Linked DNA regions of Ovis aries: region 1 is linked to region 2. Evidence: chromatin contacts called from public Hi-C data. All regions are on one chromosome and are shown on one strand. The core of a region is the stretch at or near the end of the contact, and the rest is flanking DNA. Distances in the headings are between cores, read along the strand shown. Region 1 overlaps CLN6 (CLN6 transmembrane ER protein). Region 2 has its middle 43 kb from the start of SKOR1.

Region 1 (6,700 bases), core at 1,344-3,843, 340 kb before region 2:
GGTGGTCAGCATTTCTTGTCATCATTCTAAGGAGCCAGACCACTAAGGGTCCATGTAGACCATCTGGGCCACATTTCGTGTTACAGATGGGGAAACTGAGGCAGGAAGAAGGGAAGAACTTGCCCTGGGGTCACCCAGAAGGTTTTTGGCATGCTTGAGTCCCAAAGGATCTTCCAACTCCCAGGCTGGTGGGTACCAAGGGACCTTTACTTAGTATCCACAGGAAGAGGGACACAGGATCAGACTCTGGGTTTGTACCTGCTGTGTGACTGGGGACACGTCTACCTTCTCCGGGACTCAGTTTGTCTGGAAACACCTTCACCTCAGTGCTGCCAGGAGGATTCCAGGAGATCACAGAAAGAGCACAGTGTGTGCAGAGGCAGTTCTGAGGGCTGCGTGGGTCAGGCCTTGTAAACTGCATTCTCCACTTACTCCCCAGCTGGTGTTCCCTCTCGAGTGGTTTCCGCTCAACAAGCCCAGCGTGGGGGACTACTTCCACATGGCCTACAACATCATCACGCCCTTCCTCCTGCTCAAGGTACTACCCCAAGCCCCTCCTCTTCCTCCCTGCCCTCGTTCCTTTCTCTGCTCTGCCGCTCAGCCCTGGGAGTGCCCTGAATCAGGCCGTCCCCTTGCCTGACTCTGGGGGCCGAAGGCTATGACAGAGGGGATGTGTCAAGGGCCTGAGGGCCCCAGGGGAGGCAGGGCTGCCTCTGCCTGGGAGGGATGGAGCAGACTTCCCCAGGGAGGGGCATGTGATTTGGGACTCCACCTGATGTGCCTGGGGGTGAACTGGGAGAGACCTTCAGGCGGGAGTATCTGAAAAGAAGGCTGGGCTTGAGGAGCCGTGTTTGGGGAGGCTGAGGCGGAAGGAGTGGCTGGCTTGCTCAGGAAGAGGTCAGGGACCAGTTGGGCAGGCAGGTGGGGGCCGGAGGAAGGAAGGGCATCAATGGAGGGTGAACTCTCTCCTTCGGACCGAGAGCCCTGACTTTGAGGCGCCACTGGGAACAGAGAGATGTCTCCTAGAGGGCTCTCTGCTCTGCTGGCTTTGCATTTTGCCAAGTAAAGGCTTTTAAAACTACTGCTATTTACTATCCCCATCCTTGTGTTTTTAGAGACATTTCCGAACTTCCTTGGTGGCTCAGACGGTAAAGCGTCTGCCTATAATGCGGGAGACCCGGTTCAGTCCCTGGGTCAGGAAGATCTCCTGGAGAAGGAAATGGCAACCCACTCCAGTATTCTTGCCTGGAAAATCCCATGGATGGAAGAGCCTGGTAGGCTACAGTCCATGGGGTCATAAAGAGTCGGACTCAGCTGAGTGACTTCATTTTCTTTCTTTCAAAGTAAGGAAGGTGCAGTCTCTGAATTTGAAGGGGTCTTTAGTTAAACAACTTAGTTTCAGAAACACCTGCCCCACATTTTTGTTTGCATGGTTCAGTTGCTCAGAAATGGGAGCAGCCCAGCCTCAACAGTCCAGCCCAGTCACCCAGAAGTAGAATTAGGGGTGGTGGGAGGTCAGGGCCTGGCTTGCCTCTATGGAAGGCCTAGCTGTCATCTCCAGCACAGTATATGGGTGTGTTTGACCTTGAGCAATGAGCTGGCCCCGCGGAGTGTGTTCCTTCTTGCGCCAAAGAGGGTGCTCTTCCCCAGCACCTGCTGGATTCACAGGGATCGTGTAAGATGATGGAGGCTGGACTGACTCCCCTAGAGGGAACCCGCGTGAGAGAGGCTTTCCGGCTGGTGGCATCCATCCCACTCCAGGTGTGAGCGGGGCCAGCAGAGGGCGTCTCCGGTGGTGATGGTGTCAGGGGTCATGCTGTGGGGCCTCCCTCTGACCTCAGCTCATCGAGCGGTGCCCCCGCACCTTGCCACGCTCCCTGATCTACGTTAGCATCATCACCTTCATCATGGGGGCCAGCATCCACCTGGTGGGCGACTCAGTGAACCACCGCCTGATCTTCAGTGGCTACCAGAACCATCTGTCGGTCCGTGAGAACCCCATCATCAAGAATCTCAAGCCAGAGACGCTGGTGAGCCCCCACCTCCGCTGTGCGGTCTGTCCTAGAGGCGAAAGACATTGCCGACCCATCACAGGTGCCCCAGAGAGAGCAGGTCGCCCCCCCAACCCACCCTCAACCCCCAGCCAGGATGCCCCCACCCAGATCCCCTCCTCCCCATAGGGAGGGACTGGGGGCAGTTAAGGGAGGCATGGGCAGGCAGGGGGAGGGTAGCCGGGGGCTGCGCGGCCCGACACCCTTCCTGAAGCCCCACCCTCTCTGCCCCCCGCCTGGCGTCTGCTGCCCCCCAGATCGACTCCTTTGAGCTGCTCTACTACTACGATGAGTACCTGGGCCACTCCATGTGGTGAGTGATGGGGCCCATGGCCCCGGCCAGCTCTGCCGCTGGCCATAGTGACGCTGAACAAGGGGCCCTGGGGTCTCCAAGTGTCCAGCCCAAACGCTGGAATGGCGTGCTCTTCCCCAGCAGGGGGCGCTGTCGCTCCTCTGGCTCCCGCCTCGCCGCCTTCCGTGCCCACCGGCCCGCAGTGTCCGCGGCGGCCACTAGAGGGCAGCGAGCGCCTGTCCTCCCAGGGCCGGGGCTGCAGCGCTGGTAAACAACTCCCCCCACCCTGGGGATGAGGATGAGGACCCGGAGGCAGGGAGGGAGCTGAGGAGGGCCGGCTGAACCAGGCTGGGGGCGAGGTGGGAGTAGGGGTGCTTTTAGTGCCGCCTCCTCCTCCGAACTCCCCTTGGAGCTCCTTCCTCCCACCCCTTCACCCCACAGCGGAGGAAACCTCACAGATGTGGGCTCAGCCACAGGAGATGCGGGCCGAGCTGCAGGCAGTCGTCTGTTCCAGAGCCCACTTTATCCCAGGATGAGCTGGGGCCGATGGGAGGGGCTTTGCCCATGGGCTGACAGCTAGTGCCAGAGCCACCCCTGGACATGGTGGCCCCACTCCCGAGTGAGGTGGGCTCACTCGTGTCACGCGGGCCCTACATTGTCCTTCTGGGTTCTCTTTTGGGGCCTAGAAAGTCAGGGTGTCCTTGCACACACAGGCCTCTTGCCAGTTCTCCCTGGCCTGTGCCAGGAGACCCTTCCCATGGAAGGCTGGGGAAGGGAGGAGGAGAGATGAACAGGGGCCTGGAGAAATGAAAGGGCCGGACTCGGAGGGAGTGGGGGCCACTGAGGGGAAGGTGGGGAAGGAGGTGAGTGGGGGTGGGAACAGAAAGAGGGTGCTGTGCGAGCTGGCACAGGCGTGTGGGGAGCAGCGTGTGTGTGTGTGTGTGTGTGTGTGTGTGTGGAGAGGAGAGAGGGTGGTACTTGGGTGAGCTTTGAATGGAAGGGGGTGAGGCTGGGGACTGAGTGTGAGTGAAGGAGCTTCACAGAGCTCCTGGGAGGTCCCCAGCAGGTGCTGTTCCTCCCCTCACCCCTTTTTTCCCCCCAGACTGGGACCTTGGGCCTCTCCCCCCTCAACCCTGCAGGGTGCACCCTTTCCCAAGGCAGTGAGGGGCTGGGGGCTGCTGGTCTTGGGGTGAGTGTGTGGGGCAGAGAGAGTGAGAGAGACATGCACACACGGGGAGTGAGTGAGGTGGCTGGGACAGTGTGGGAGGAGGTTGGCCCCACGCCCCTGCCCATGGCTCGGATCTGCAGGCCTCATCTTCCTTCCTAGACCCCCCGCCCGGGAGAGGCTGGGAGTGCCCTCACCCAAACAAAGTGAGACCGCACAGGGTGGTACAGGCAGACAGTCCTAGGACGGTGGGGGGACGGGGGCTGGCCGGCCGGGCGGCCAAGCAGCTGAGCACCGGCTTCCCTATTGCAGGTACATCCCCTTCTTCCTTATCCTCTTCATGTACTTCAGCGGCTGCTTTACTCCCACCAAAGCTGAGAGCTCAATGCCAGGGGCAGCCCTGCTCCTGGTGGTGCCCAGCGGCCTGTACTACTGGTGAGTGGATGGCGGACCTGGAGTGGCAGGGAGGGGGCCCCCTAGTGATCCAGTCAGTGACAATATTCTTCCGACCGCAGAGCTGCTGTGTGAGCCCTGTGAGCCTCCCTGTTGGGGTCCCTGCTCCCTCCTCTTCAGTGGGGACTGGGACAGTGCCTCCTGGCCGCCACTCAGTGACCAGGAAGGCGGGCCTGAGTGTGGCCTCTCTACACTCAGAGAGTAACCTCAGGGCCCATAGAATCCACATCGAAGCATAATTTCTGTGTGTGCTTAGTTGCTGAGTCGTTCCAACTCTTTGTGCGCCCATGGACTGCAGCCCACCAGGCTCCCCTGTCCATAGGATTCTCCCAGGCAGGAATACTAGGGTGGGTTGCCATTTCCTTCTCCAGGGGATTTTCCCAACCCGGGGATCGAACCTGCGTCTCTTGTGTCTTCTGTGTTGCAGGCAGATTCTTCACCCACTGAGCCATCGGGAACGCCCGGGGAGGGCTGTAGAGCAGAAGTCTGTAGAGCCTGGCAGGGTGGGAGGGGTGGGGGCTGAATGTCCCCCTCTGTGAAATGAGGATGATAGCAGGCTGTCTCCCTTTTGGGACATGGTGAGAACCCAGAGGGAGAGAGAGGGGCTCGTAAACCATGAAGCCTCATGGAGACGACAAGGATACTTACGGGGGAATTCCATGGCTTCAGGGTTTCCCACCTGGTTTCCTCTTCCCATTCCAGAGGACCAGGCCTCAGCCAGGCTTTTCCCTCTCCTCTGTCACTTCTGCTCTGGAGACAGGCTCCCCAGGGATTGTGGGTGTCTTAGAAAGGGTGGGTGTCCTAGCCCTTCTCTGGGGGGAAGCCTCCAGCCTAATGAAAAAGGCCTCCTCTCCTGGGGCCTTCTCCCCCACCGCCAGGGGCTGCCCCTGGCCAGCAGTGAGGGTTCATGAAGGTGAATCCACATGCCCACTGAGGACAGGATTAGAAGGAATGGGTGACGACCACAGCTGGAGGGAAAGAGGTGAGAAGTGAGAAGAAGCTTAGCCCATTCTTACCCATGGTGTGTCAATGCGGTGACAGCTACAGGGGGCCATTCACCGAACAATGTGCCTTTACAAGTATAGAGTTCTCATCAGTAACCTCGAGAGCTGGGGCCATTTATGCCCCCTTTATAAGTAAGAAAACAAAGGCTCCAAGATGCCATGTAAATTCCCAAGGTGACTCAGCCACTCAGTTGCAGAGCTATGCAGTTGCTTGAGTGGGATGGGTCAGCATGGAGACAGGGGAGTGGATGAGATAACCTCTGGGAAGCCCTCCAGCAAGTGTTACTGCATTCCTGGCCATATGCCAGCTACTGCCCTGAGAGCTGGAGGGAACCCTGGGGAATGAGACTGACCCAGCCTTCAAGGAGACAGTCAGGACAACCCCATACACTGAAACTGCGTCCCAAACTCAGATGCCTTTCGGAACTAAACAGGAGATAGAAATGCATCAAGTAGGCATCAGGTGAGGCAGGAGGGAGTGGTGGGGACCGTGGCAAGCTGCGGGGCCATGCTGTCTCTGAGCAGCTGCTTTCTCCTCGTCAGTCATTGTCATGTGGGAATATAAACCTAACGTTAGCAGGGAAATCAGAACGCCACGTCGGCAGGTAATCTGTTATTTAAATATTGGCAACAAACTCGACTTTTTGAAAAACAGTAATTCTAGAAGCCAGATCGGAATGCTGTGTACTGGCCCTGGCTCGGAGCGGAGCCCCTCCCTTGACGCGCTCTTCTGACCGGCTGGGAGGGCAGCCTGGCGCTTGGTAGAGGGCAGAACGCTGGGCAGGAGGGCCCCCACCCCTCACTGCCCGCCTGCCTCCTCAGGTACCTGGTCACCGAGGGCCAGATCTTCATCCTCTTCATCTTCACCTCCTTTGCCATGCTGGCCCTCGTCCTGCACCAGAAGCGGAAGCGCCTCTTCCTCGACAGCAACGGCCTCTTCCTCTTCTACTCCTTCGCCCTCGCCCTCCTGCTCGTGGCGCTCTGGGTCGCCTGGCTGTGGAATGACCCCGTCCTCAGGAAGAAGTACCCGGGCGTCATCTATGTCCCCGAGCCCTGGGCCTTCTACACCCTCCACGTCAGCAGCCAATACTGAGTCCTGGGCACAGGCCCCTGGTGCTCTGTGGGTGGGAGATGGATGGATGAGAGTGAGTGTCGGGAGTGTGTGCGTGTGTGCACCCACTGGGGATGGACGGCCGAAGGTGTCTGAGTGTGCGGAGTGTGTGTGTGTGCACCCACTGGGGATGGACGGCCGAAAGTGTCTGAGTGTGCGGAGTGTGTGCCTGTGTGCACCCACATGTGTGTAGCCCGCAGCTGAGAGTGTGGGTGAGAGTATGCCTGGTGCCTGTGGATAGGGGGTGGGGTGGGGGTGGGGGGTGTGTGTGTGTGTGTGAGGCAGTGTGTCCAGACCAAGAGCTGGCCCCGGCCTTCCCGTGCACGCTGGAGTCGGGCCTTCTCACTCTCACTGCCCAGGGCTGTCTCTTCCTCCTGGGTGTCTCCTGGTAGCCGCAGGGGAGAGGCCTGGGTGGGGCAGAGGTTGGGAGGGAACTTAGCCTGTCCCTACCGCCCGGCTCACCCCTCAGACCACCTGACCCTGAGGCCAGGCCACAGGGGTTCCGTGAACCTGCTGTGTACTCATTTGCAATGCACCCCCTTCCCTGGGCCATGTTCGCAGCAGACGGGCCGACGGGTCCCAAGTCGGCTGTGGGCTGGTTGCCGTCTCCTCTCAGGGCAGCCT
Region 2 (6,895 bases), core at 4,248-6,747:
GGGGATCTTCCCAACCCAGGGATCGAACCCGAGTCTCCTGCACTGCAGGCAGATTCTTTACCATCTGAGCCACCTTGACGAGAATATTAGAGTTGTTTATCTCACTCTGCTTTTCACTTTTGTCACTCAGCACTGGTTTAAGGTCCGCTGTGTTGGTAGGTATGCGTCTAACCCCTTGCTTCTCCGTCTGCTGCACAATACACAGGTCGATTGCATCTTCCACATTTTACTCGCCTACTCCCCCACAGATGGACCATGCATCTTCCACATTTTACTCGCCTACTCCCCCACAGATGGACCATGGATGTCTATGATTGCACACTCTCAGAGATGACACAGCAGTGAGCATTCTAATCCATATTCTCTAATGGACCTATGTGATCGTCTGTTTGGTATATCCACCCGAGAGTTGATTTGCTGGGTCCTAGACTGTGCATATATCCATTGATAATTTGTCTATGTACTGCCAGACTGCCCTCCAGAAAGGCTGACTGTTCTGCACTGCCACCAGCAGCACATGAAAGAGCTTACATCTCCACATGCCTGCAACTCTTGGCATTTTCCAGCTTTCCAGTGTTTGCCATCCAGCCCTCTCATCCTCTATCGCCCTCTTCTTCTTTTGCCTTCAATCTTTCTCAGCATCAGGGTCTTTTCCAATGAGTTGGCTCTTCGCAGATGGCCCAAGAATTGGAGCATCAGCATCAGTCCTTCCAATGCCTTCCCTTTTTAAAAAAAAATAAATACAATTCAGGATTTATTAAAAATCAGGGCTCTCTGCTGTGCCCTCCTGGCACTAAGTAAATAAATAACCAGAGGGGACACAGCTGGGGAAAGGATAAGAGAAATCTGATCTCAAGATTCTTTTAACTACCCCCTCAGTTTCCCAACTCCCCTTCCTCGCTATGGCTCTTGGGACATAGCACCAGCAGGCACCTCGGTGCCTGGAAGAGTGTAGCCAGCACCAATCCGTGTCTGCCCTGTCCAGGAGACAGGTCCAGGGCTCACTGGTTTCCAAGCCCTTGATGACCCTAAGGCCTGCTCTTCCCAGAGGTCAGGGCTGAAGCACCAATAGGAGGCACCTGAGGTTGGTGGGGAAGGAGGGAGGGGGAACGGGGTATTCAGGGTTGATTTCCTTATTGATTGGTTTGATCTCCTTGCTGTCGAGGGGACTCTCAAGAGTCTTCTCCAGTCTTCACTGAATCAATGGACATGAGTTTAGGCGAACTCTGGAAGATAGTGAAGGAGAGGGAAGCCTGGAGTGTTGCAGTCCACGGGGTTGCAGAGTCAGCCACAACTTAGCGACTGAACAACACTGTTTGCCAGTCTAAGTGGAAGGTGATATTTCATTTTTGTCCTAATTTAACTTCTCATTATTAATGGTTCTAATTCTTAATAATTCTATTCATTTGCCTGTTTGGGTGACCACTTTTACAAGTTGCCTGTTGATAAACTTCACCCATTTTTTTCTATAGGACCTGCTATGTTTCACTTACTTGGAATTTAATTTGCTCTTCCTTTTCTAGTTTCCCAATATGGAAGCTTATATCATGAATTTTAAATCTTTCTCCTTTTCTAACACACACATCAGTGCTATAAGCACTGCTCTAAGCACCGCTTTGCTGCATCACACAACTTTTGATTAGTTGTATTTTCATTTTCATTTAGTTCCAAATAGTTTAAATTTTCTCTTGAGACTTCTGCTTTGACCCATGTGTTATATAATGTTCAATTATCTTGGGATTTTCCAGCTATCTTTGCTATTGATTTCTAGTTTAATTTCACTGTGATCTGAGGGCAGATATCGTATGATCTGTTTTAAGTTTGTTAAGGTGTGTTTTATGGCCCAGAATGTGGCCAGTCTTGGTAAATGTTCTGTATGAACTTGAGAAGAATGCATATTCTGAAGTTGTTGGATAGACATCAATTATACCCACTTGATTGATATATTTTGTGTTCAACTGTATCCTCATGGATTTTCTGCCTGGTCAGTCTATTTCTAATAGGGATGATGAAGCCTCCAAGTGTGATAGTAGAGTCATCTGTTACTTCGTGCAGTCCTATCAGCTTTGCCTCGGATGTGTTGATGGTCTACAGTTAGGTGCATATTTGTTAAGGATTGTTAGGTCTTTTTGGAAAATTGATCCTTTGATCATATAATGCCTCTCTTTATCCTTGATAACTTTCCTTGCTCTGTAGGCTTCTCCGTCTGAAATTAATATGAAAGTGAAGTGAAAGTGGTGGTCGCTCAGTCATGTCCGACTCTTTGCAACCCCATGGACTGGAGTCCACCAGGCTCCTCTGTCCATGGGATTCTCCAGGCAAGAGTACTGGAGTGGGTTGCCATGCCTTTCTCTGCTTTCTCCTAATTGATGCTATTAAGGTATAGCTTTCTCCATTCCTTTACTTTTAAACTGTTTATGCCTTTATATTTAAAGTGTGTTTCTTATAAGCAGCATCACTGGGTCATATTTTTTAACCCATTCTGACACTTTCTGTCTTTCAGTTCGTGTATTTAGATCATTGACATTTGAAATGATTGTTGATATGGTTGGATTAGTATGTGCTATATCTGCTACTGTTTTCTATATGTTACCCTAGTTTTTTGTTCCTATTTTTGTCCTCTAATTTTTGTCTGCCTTTTGTGGTTGTAATCGAACATTTTTACATGATTCCATTTTCTCTCTTTTCTTAGCATATTAGTTATGCTTCTTTTTAAACATTTTTTAGAGGTTATCTAGAGTTTGCAATATACACTTTGACTAATCTAAGTTCATTTTCAAATGTCCCTACACCACTTCATAGGTACTGCAAGTACTTCGTACTAGCCAACTATTCTTAATTTCTTCTTCCCATGCCTTGGATTATTACTGTCATTCATCTCAATTATACATAAGCTATAATCAATGAGTACATAATTGCTGTTATTATTTTGAGCAAACTGGTACATGTTAAGGAGGCTTCCCAGGTGGTGCTAGTGGTAAGAACCCACCTGCCAATGCAGGAAACGTAAGAAACGTGGGTTTGATCCCTGGGCTGGTAAGATCCTCCGGAGGAGGGCATGGCCACCCACTCCAGCATTCTTGCCTGGAAAATCCCAGGACAGAGGAGCCTGGCAGGGTACAGTCCATAGGGTCACACAGAGTTGGACACGATGGAAGGCTCTTAGCATGCATGCACATACACGTTAGCTCAGTCAAGAATAAGAAAATGAAAGCTTTTAAATTTTACCATCACTTATTCCTTCTCTAACACTCTTCCTTTCTTTATGTAGGTCTAAGTTTCTGACCTGTATCATCTCTTTACAGGCTTCCTTAGTGGCTCAGATGGTAAAGGATCTGCCTCAAGGCAGGAGACTTGGGTTTGCCAGGTGGGTAAGATCCCCCAGAGAAGGGAGTGGCTAATGACTCCAGTGTCTTGCCTGGAAAATTCCATGGACAGAGGAGCCTGGTGGGCTGCAGTCCACGGGGTCACAAAGAGTGGGATACAGCTGAGCAACTAAGACATTCACTTTCTCCCTGAAGAACTTTTAACATTTCTTACAGGACTGGTTTCCTGGCAACATGTTCCTTTAATTTTCGTTTGGCTGAGAAAGTCTTTATTTTTCCTTCACTTTGGAAGGATAATTTCTCAGGATGCAGAATTCTAAGTTGATGAGGTTTTTTTTTTCCTCTCAGGACTTGAAATATTTCACTGCACTCTCTTCTTACTTGCATAATTTCTGAGAAGTCAGATGTAATTCTGATCTTTATTCCTCTGTAGAGGTTTCTTTCAATATTTTTTATTTACCTTTGAGTTTCTGCAGTTTGAAGATAATATGCTTAGGCACGTAGGTTTGCTTGTTGTTGTTATCTTGCTTAGTGTTCTCTGAGCTTCTTGGATCTGTGTTTTGGTGTCTGATTTTAATTTGGGGAAATTTTCAGCCATTATTGCTTCAAATATTTCTTCCATTTCTTTCTCTCATTCTTTAGCATTCCTATTATGTGTATGTTACGCCTTTTGTGGGATTTCCCTGGGGATTCAGTGGTAAAGAATTTACCTGCCAATGCAGGAGATGAAGGTTTGATTCCTGGGTTAGGAGGATCCCCTGGAGAAAGAAATGGCAACTCACTCCAGTATTCTTGCCTAGGAAATCCCATAGACAGAGAAGCCTGGCAGGCTGCAGTCCGCGGGGTTGCAAAAGAGTCAGACACAATTAGCGACTAAACAACAGCAACGACACACCTCTGTAGTTGTCCCTCAGTCCCTGGACATCCTGTTCTGCTTTATTCCAGCCATGTTTCTCTTTGCTTGTCAGTTGTGTACGTCTCTATAGACATATCCTCAGGTTCAGAGATTCTTTCTGCAACCACGTCCAATCTTGGCTGTGCTGGGTCTTTGTTGGGGCACGTGGGGACCTCTCTCGTTGCAGAGCATTGTCTCTAGAGCATGTGGGCTTGCTGGTTGGAGTGTGTGGGCTCTCTCTTGTGGCATGTGGGCTTAGTTGCCCGCAGCATGTGGGATCTTAGTTCACCAGCCAGGGATCGAATCCGAATTGCAAGGCAAATTCTTAACCCCTGGACCACAAGGGAAGTCCCCAAAGGCATTCTTCATTTCTGTTCAAGTGTTTTTGATCTCTAGTACTTCTTTGGGATTCGTTTTTAGAATTTCTCTCTCTCTGCTTGTATTGCCCATCTGTTCTTGCACGTTGTTTATTTTATCCATCTAAGTGCCCTTAGTATGATAATCATAGTTATTTTAAAACCTAGTCTGATAATTCCAACAGCTCTGCCAGATCTGAGTCTGGTTCTATACTTGCTCTGTCTCTTCAAATTTTGTTTTTTTGCCTCTGAGCATGCAGTATAATTTTTTGGAAAATCACTCATGGTGTATTGGATACAAGAAACTGCAATAAATAAGCCTGTCATTATTTGGTAAAAGGGGGAGTGGGAAGGGGAGTCCTAGAGTCCTATGATAAGGACTTAGGATTTTGTTTTTGCCTTTTAACTTATGGCTGCACTGGGTCTCCACTGCTGCCCATGGGCTTTCTCCAGCTGCAGCGAGCAGGGGTGGCTGGTGGTGTGCAGCTTCTCACTGGGGTGGCTTCCCTTGTTGCAGAGCATGGACTCTACAGCATGCAGGCTTCAGCCGTTGCGGTGCATGTGCTCAAATGCTCTGGGACATGAAGGATCTTAGTTCTAGCATCAGGGTTCAAACCTGTGTGCCCTGCATTGGCAGGCAGATTCTCAACCACTGGACCGCCAGGGAAGTCCAGGTCTCACTTTCTTAGTGACCTTGTACCTCTGGATTGTGAACTTTACAAGCGCTTCTCAGTCTTTTCCCCCTGTTCAACTACACAGGACGGCTAGAGCTGGCTGGAGTTGGGGTTTTCCTTGCCTCACGTTGGTTAGACTCTGCTAAAACCCCAGCAGATTACACTCAGGTAAAAGAGCCTCTTCTGGGGTGTTAGGAAGACTGGAACCTTCTGATATATTTCAAAATGGTTACTTTTTGTCTCCCCCTGCTGGAAGCATGACAGTTGCTGTGAGAACCTGGTCAAGCTCCTAGAGGTAAAACTCACAAAAGTTTAGATGTCCCTGTAAGACTGGCCCCTCCTGGAGTTTTAAATCTCAGACTTGTCCATATGGCGCCTCCAGCAGCTCACTAGGCACAGCTGAGGCTTGCCTCTCCTACTGCTGGCTCTCAGGGAGGTTTCTGTCTATGAATTTTCGCTCTGGTAAGTTGTGAGTATCCACATGTCTGTGTCTTCACTTTTTGAAGCAATGGTTTGCCCTGTGTCCTAAATTCTCTGACAGGTCCAAAGAGAGTTCAATCTCCTTACTTGCCCAATTGGAAACTGAAGTCTCTTGCTTTTTGGTTTACATGACTTACTTGTATATTCTTACTTGTATATTCTTCAGAGTAATTCATTATCATTTTTAGGTTTTATAAATATCTGCTCCCATCATATCATCTATTGTCCATGGTATCCTCTTTTGAACAGAAATCCTTAATTTTGACATCAACAAATTAATCCATTTCTTTCCTTCTGGTTTGTGCTTTTGAGGTTTTGTATAAGGAGTTCCTCTCTCAACCCAAGTTCCAAGATACTCTTTTATACTTTCTTCAATTATTAACTTTAGAGTTTTACTTTTCGCATTGAAGTCTTTTGTCATTTACAGTGTACATTTTTATTTGGTGTCAGGCAGGAATCCCATTTCATTTTTCTCCATCAAGTAAGACGGTTAACCTGCCCCGTCTTCATTTATGTGTAATGCCTCACATCATGGTCTGATTTTGAGTTTTCTGTTCTTTCCTATGCTCTATTGGCCTGTTTTTATGCAAAATATTCTTTGTTTTTCTCTGTCTGTCTGGCTTTTTACATGACTTTGTAGCGTGCTGCCTTTTACTCTTGTAAGGCTGACTTAATCCTGTTCATCTGTATTAATTTTAGAATGAGTTGATCAAGTTCCTGGAAAACATATCTGAAATTTTTATTGGGATTTCATTGCATGTATAAATTAATTCATAAAGAACTGACTCCTATCTAGTATTGTCATTCTATTCATGAGCATAACATTTCCCTTAATTTCTTAAGGTTAATTTATATATCCTTTATTAGAGTTTTAAGGTCTTCTTCGTAGGTTTTCTTGCATATTCTTGGTTAAGTTCATTCCTAGGTATTGTACAGGCTCTTTTGCTGCCATTGTAACTAGACGTTAGTTAGTGCTGCTGAAGAGAAATGTTACAGATTTATATTTTAGGTTAATATATCTAGCGATTTTACTGAATTCTCTGAATAGTTTTTCTCTTAAGAGTCTTTATCTGTTGCTTCTCTTTACTCTTTGTTTTTCAAGGCAATTTATCCATCTTCTACCCCTTTCCCCCTTTGGTGACCGTAGGTTTGTTTTCCATGACT

Evidence for each region. A called contact is a pair of places that touch in the nucleus more often than the background predicts.
Region 1: a contact with region 2 is called in a Hi-C map of liver, with 7 times the contacts expected there. The contact joins two enhancer-like sites. A contact is called at or near these places in 13 of 16 Hi-C or Micro-C datasets (blood, hypothalamus, liver and 6 more).

The regions. Positions count from the first base shown.
Region 1 is chr7:15,012,269-15,018,968 of ARS-UI_Ramb_v3.0, reverse strand. CLN6 (CLN6 transmembrane ER protein) reads left to right here. Exons shown (of 7, transcript NM_001040289.1): 3 at 440-538; 4 at 1,842-2,030; 5 at 2,309-2,364; 6 at 3,821-3,943; 7 at 5,788-6,054. The coding sequence ends at 6,054. Among named protein-coding and RNA genes, the nearest start is that of CALML4, 3.5 kb to the right of the region's middle. Within about 2 kb of position 2,593, at least 15 of the 54 cell types and tissues checked have an H3K27ac peak or open chromatin away from gene starts, as enhancers often do. A contact at or near this core is called in liver, where this site is marked.
Region 2 is chr7:14,672,008-14,678,902 of ARS-UI_Ramb_v3.0, reverse strand. No RefSeq gene overlaps it. Among named protein-coding and RNA genes, the nearest start is that of SKOR1, 43 kb to the right of the region's middle. Within about 2 kb of position 5,497, at least 1 of the 54 cell types and tissues checked has an H3K27ac peak or open chromatin away from gene starts, as enhancers often do. A contact at or near this core is called in liver, where this site is marked.